Regions from separate parts of the Oryza sativa genome. Here region 2 is linked to region 1. Evidence: chromatin contacts called from public HiCAR-type data. All regions are on one chromosome and are shown on one strand. Each heading gives the region's core, a stretch centred on a gene start, on an enhancer-like site or on the middle of the called end of the contact. The rest is flanking DNA. Distances are from core to core; before and after follow the strand shown.

What was found. HiCAR-type assays count read pairs that join an accessible place to other places.
Region 2: a HiCAR-type map of leaf shows a contact between it and region 1, with 2.3 times the contacts expected there. The contact joins the promoter of LOC4338403 here to the promoter of LOC4338390 in region 1. A contact is called at or near these places in 1 of 15 Hi-C or Micro-C datasets (an unstated tissue) and 1 of 4 datasets of contacts at active chromatin or transcription factors (leaf).

Annotation. Positions count from the first base shown.
Region 1 is chr5:14,672,200-14,674,929 of ASM3414082v1, reverse strand. It overlaps LOC4338390, which reads left to right and starts at 1,331. Exons shown (of 8, transcript XM_015785075.3): 1 at 1,331-2,016. The coding sequence starts at 1,413.
Region 2 is chr5:14,878,253-14,880,982 of ASM3414082v1, reverse strand. LOC4338403 (receptor-like protein kinase FERONIA) reads left to right here and starts at 1,348. Exons shown (of 2, transcript XM_015784640.3): 1 at 1,348-1,490; 2 at 2,287-2,730. The coding sequence starts at 2,515.

The DNA.
Region 1 (2,730 bases), core at 82-2,581:
TATTCACTCCATTATATCATACTCATTCATATGCAGATACCAATATAAATCATCACCTTTTATTGTTTTTTAAAAAACACAAGGATGCCTAAGTCATATTTTCATAACAGTAATATCCTTATATTCATGCTAGTTAATGTACACTTTATTAGATGCATATAGGGAATACCATTCTACTTTCTCAATAATACATAATGTGAAATAACTTTAGGAGAAAAAAAAGGGATGGGGACAACACCAATTAGGATTCAAGACTAAAGAGGTATTAGGAGTTGGTTATTGAGATTTACTCTTCTAGCATACTTCATTCGTCTCTAAAAAAGGAATCTAGAACTGAATATGACATATCTTAATAATACGAATTTGGACATACGTAGGCTGTGTCACATCCAGTACTATGTTGGTTTTTTAGGGAAGGAGAGAGTAGTAGGGTATTTATTGTTGTTAAACGTGTGATGAGAAAAAGGATAGGCTCTGAATAATCAAATCATGATTAGAAAAGGGTGAAAGATGAGGAGGGAGGGGGTATCATATACTAGTTAAAAAAAGAGATCAAATGCACATTTCAATCTAAATGTATAATTATTCAAAATTTCTTTAGTCATGATCTGAGGATATCGTCTAATGAAAATGTTTGAATTTTTTTCCAATGGCATTTAGCATGCAAATAGCGCAATTGCTTAATAATATCCTAGCTATTATGTCACTTATCTTTATTTTACTTGTTAAACATGAGGCCGAAGATTTACCGATGATCTTCGTCCTTAGAAAATGTTAAGAGGTTATAAATATCCGTATACGGTACATGTACATGATGTTACATGCACATGTGATGTGTCTTAGTAGTGATATGTGTTACGGTTACGTATATAACCAGAAGACTAATTCTAAATCACTAAGGTCCTCTTTGTTTAGGCTTATAAGCCAACTTATAAGTCAAAAAGTCTAAGCCTAAACAAATAAGCAGCGTTTTCGTTTGGCCTTTTTGAAGCCATAAGCCACTTTTACACTATTAAGCCAAAAGCTAGGTTGGAGAAGCTTTTTTGACTTATATGAGTTAGATGTATGACTCTACTACTAAACTTAGGATATTAAATTCACTGCCTTATAAATCATATAAGCCAATAAGCTGACTTAAAAAACTAAACCAATAACCCTAAGCCTAAACAAAGAGGGTCTAAATCAAAATAAAACTAGCATAAGAATTAAGAACAGAAATACAGGCCGAGGCCACCACCGGCACCGGGGCGAGAGAAGCAAGAAAAAAAAAAGCCAAAGAAACCAAAAGGAAGGCAGGCAAAGTAAACCAACCCAAGCAAGGGGATCTCTCGAATCTCCCCATTCCAGGGGCCTCGTCTCCTCCTCCTCCGCCTCCGCCTTGTAGGGTTTCGCCGCCGCCGCTGCCGCCGGCGATGGAGCCACCGGCGGGAGGCTCCTCCGATCATCGCCGGGGTGCCGGGACCGGCGCGGGCGCCGGTGGGGCCGCCTCGCCGTCGGGCCTCCGCCGCTACGGCTTCAGATTCTCCGCCTCCAGCCTCCTGCAGGCCCCGCTCGCTGCGCTGCTCGAGTACTCCGGCGTCGTCCCCTCCGGCCCCGGCGCCCCGCAGGCGGGGCCGCCCTCGGCGCTGTCGTCCTCGCCGTCTTCTTCGTCGTCGTCGTCGGAGGCCGATGGGCTGCTCTCCGCGGCCGCGGCTGGGGACGGGGAGGTCTCGATCCGGATCCAGGGCGGCCCCGGGGAGGCCGACGCGGCGGGCGTCGCGGGGGCGGCCTCGTCGGGGGAGGACTCGATCGAGGCGACCGCCGCCGGGGACGTTGACCCGGCCTCGGCTGCCGCGGGGAGGGGTGGCGGCGCCGACGCGGAGGCGAGTGGTGGGGGCGCGGACGGCGCGTCCGGGAACGGGGGTGGGGACCGCGCCTACCAGCGGTATGACGTGCACCATGTCGCGAGGTGGATCGAGCAGATACTGCCATTCTCGCTGCTGCTGCTCGTCGTCTTCATACGGCAGCATCTCCAAGGTCTAATACTCATTCTCTTGTGCTCGTGCCATTGTGTGATTATAAGCGGTGTGACTTGTCCAAAACAAAATCGATTTTCCTTCATGTTGATGTCCATATATTGTTTATTACAAATGTTTAACCAAAAAAGGAAAGTGATTTTGTGAGTAAAACACCTTGACTTAGGCGAGTTAATGTTTGTGATTAGGCTGGTCTATATTATTATTATGTGTTAACTTAACATCTATGTTAACCATTTGAGTTCCTGGGATACTATTTTGTTTGTTATTTTTTTTATCATTATGGTTTAGAGGATAATATGATCACTTGATTATAGTCGACTTATCTCATATAGTGGGTTTTAGCCTGCTTTATTAGATGAACCTAATGGGGAGATATTTATAGCTTGGTATTGCTAGTTAGCTGCCCTAACTTTAAACAGGACTTGCTCAAGCCCGGCTTCTTATATTAGGTTGGAACTTCTCTTTGTGCTACATTATCTGGAGGATATTGTGGTTGGGTACCAGTCCTAACTCCTAAGTTATGGATCAGATGACATATCTGCGTTTAGTTGTTTACCATGACATGAATTTTCTGCTACATGATTATCTCCTAGTGGTCTTGAAATGATGATTAAGACGCATATATCATATCAGGTTCTTAGCTTTTAACATTTATTCCTTTGGAGGCCGCACCAATCAACTCATAATTTATGTGTTTATGTGCCAACCATTT
Region 2 (2,730 bases), core at 99-2,598, 210 kb before region 1:
CCACCTTAGCCGCCTCTGCTGTCGGGCCGCCACCACCACTGGGTGGGGAGGCCGCTGTCGGGCCGTCACAGCACCTCCTGCTGTTGCCGACTCCCCTCCCGGCAAGATCTGGCGGAGGGGAGGGCGCCTCCCGCCGCCGCAGTCGCCGCCTCCTCCCCCCCGGCTGGATCTGGTAGAGAGGAGGGCGCCACCGCCACCCATGGGAGCCGCGCTGATGAGAGCGAGAGAGAGAGAGAGATAGAGAGAGAGAGAGAGTTGTCCGCTCATTCAGCGCTGTCGACCGCTCACTCGGTCTTATCCGCTCCTCGGCTCGGCTCGGTTTTTAAAATGTGTCACCTTTAATTTATTATAGGTGTCGGTTCATTAAAAAATTCGACTCCTATAAATAATTTAAGGTGTTGTTTTTTTTTGAAAAATGACACCTAATGTACCTATAATCACTTAAAGGTGCCGATTTTTCTTTGTTTTCAATCCGTGGAGGTGAAAAAAGACCTATAGGTGCCGGTTTTAGCACTTCCGGTATCTACAGCGTCGACACCTATTTGCTGTTTTGTGTAGTAGTGAAAATTTCTATCGAATGTGACGCATATAACAATCAACAGAACACCGTATGTCTTGAACTTGATAGATGATCTACAAAGAAAATAAAATCATGAGGCCGAATCAATGCAAATGACTTAAACACAGTTCTCCTCAATTCTGTCTACGGTTGTAATGAGCTAATTGAGCTTGGCTACACAGGCTACTCATCCTTTTTCAGTTTTTCAAACTGCTAAACGGAATATTGCGTGTGAAAAACTTTATAGATAGAAGGTATTTTTAAAAATCAAATAAATTTATTTTTTTAACATCTTAATAATTATTTCTTAATTAATTCTGTGCTAATTGTGTTTATTGTTTTGCGTGCAGCTAATCAGTCAAAACTTACGGACCGAAAAGAATGCGCCCGGTAAATTAGTTCGTTTCAGTGTTTCCCCGACAAAAGCACACCAAACAACCACATGCATTCTCTAACACCACAGAATGTTAATTAGCTCACCCGACAACTGGATTTTCCACAACTATAAGTCTATAACCCCAAGCAGGGCATCGTCGACAAAACTAGGGGCGTGCCATTGTGCCGACTTGACCCCCATAATTCATCCATACCAAACAAAAAGATAACCAAGAAACCATCATCACACCGGAATGGAGAAAAATGAGAATAATTTATTGAATGGGAGAAAAAGAAAGGAAGCTGAACAAGAACAAGAAAGAGAAAAGCAACGACGAATTTGTGGAGAACAGAGGGACCTCTCCGTGAAACTCCACTATATACAAGAGTAGCACTAGCACTAGCACGAGCCCATCATCCACCCCTCAACTCCACTACGGACCCGAGCTCGATTTCCCACCATCGTTTTGGCCACCGAAACACGCGCAGCAACTAGAAACTGCCGCGGGGCGCGCGGAGTCCATCTCTCCCTCTCCGACGCCGCGAGGTCGACGAGGTACTAGCTCTTGCCTCTTCATCTCCTCTCCTGTTAGTTCTTCCTGCTTGGATTGGTTGTGCTCCGTGGCCGCCGCGGCTACCATTCTTGGGGTACGTTCTTGGTTATGGGGTTGCTATTCTTGGCGCGAAATTTTGGCCCAGCGAAAAACCCCAAATCTGGGCTGGGAGGTTTGGGGGGTGGGGGTGGTTGATCAGTTGAGCTAATCGATCGAGTTCTCTTTGTATTTCTGTTTTGCTGCATGCAATGGAGTTGGAGTACTTAGTATTATGATCCCTTCTCATCAGCAGAACTGCAGGATCGCCGGTTTTGCAGATGGGGATCGGAACTAGCGAAATACGGGCGATTTTTATTCTGTTAGTTTTCCCCATATGCGAAATGATCGTTCTGGAGCTTTGATCGTGTTTATTTTCCTCCCTTTTTAGATTTTTCTTTTGGTTTTAGTTACAAATTTCTAACATTTTACCTGTTGACTTATATTAGTTTTTGACAAAGGATTTGTCGCGTTCAGTATCGACAACTTAATGTTCTGGTGTCCGACACATCTCTTTTTGTAACAGTAGATGGTGCGAAATTTGTAATAATAATAACCTAGAAAATGGATCAAACCAAAAGGTTTTGCCGTAACTTTCAAATTCTGTTCTCTTCAGCAGAAATTACTACCGTGTTTCATAGTACTTCTCGGTATGGTTTATATTCAGTTTGCTTCCAATATTTTATCATCTAAACAGATAAACTTGTGCTATTATTAGGGATCCATTTCTTGTTATTCATCTTTCCAATCTACAATTTGCAGAATTTCCGAACCCTTCGTTTGCTCTGATTGCAGGTGAATCTACAGGATTACAGCTATCTGGATGTGCTTTCTTCAGTAAACAAGAGTACAATCCTCCAAACTCTACATTTTCCTTGCCTCAAATCCCACCCAGAGAAAAGGCATTATGCAAGTGTTCCCAACTCTTATAGCAAATTGATGTGAACGAATCCTCAAACTTTTGATCCTGATACACCAACCACCACTTCAATGATGCACCCAAGCCTACTAGCTACCATCCAATGGCTCACACTGTCAGCCCTCCTATCGATTGCCATGGCGGCTGATAACAATTCCACGGCCTCTGCTCCAATCTTTCTGAATTGTGGAGCCTCTGGTGTGCAACCTGATAGCTACAATCGGAGCTGGGATGGGGATGCTAGCTCCAAGTTTGCGCCATCGGTGAAAGGCAATGTAGCCAGGGCT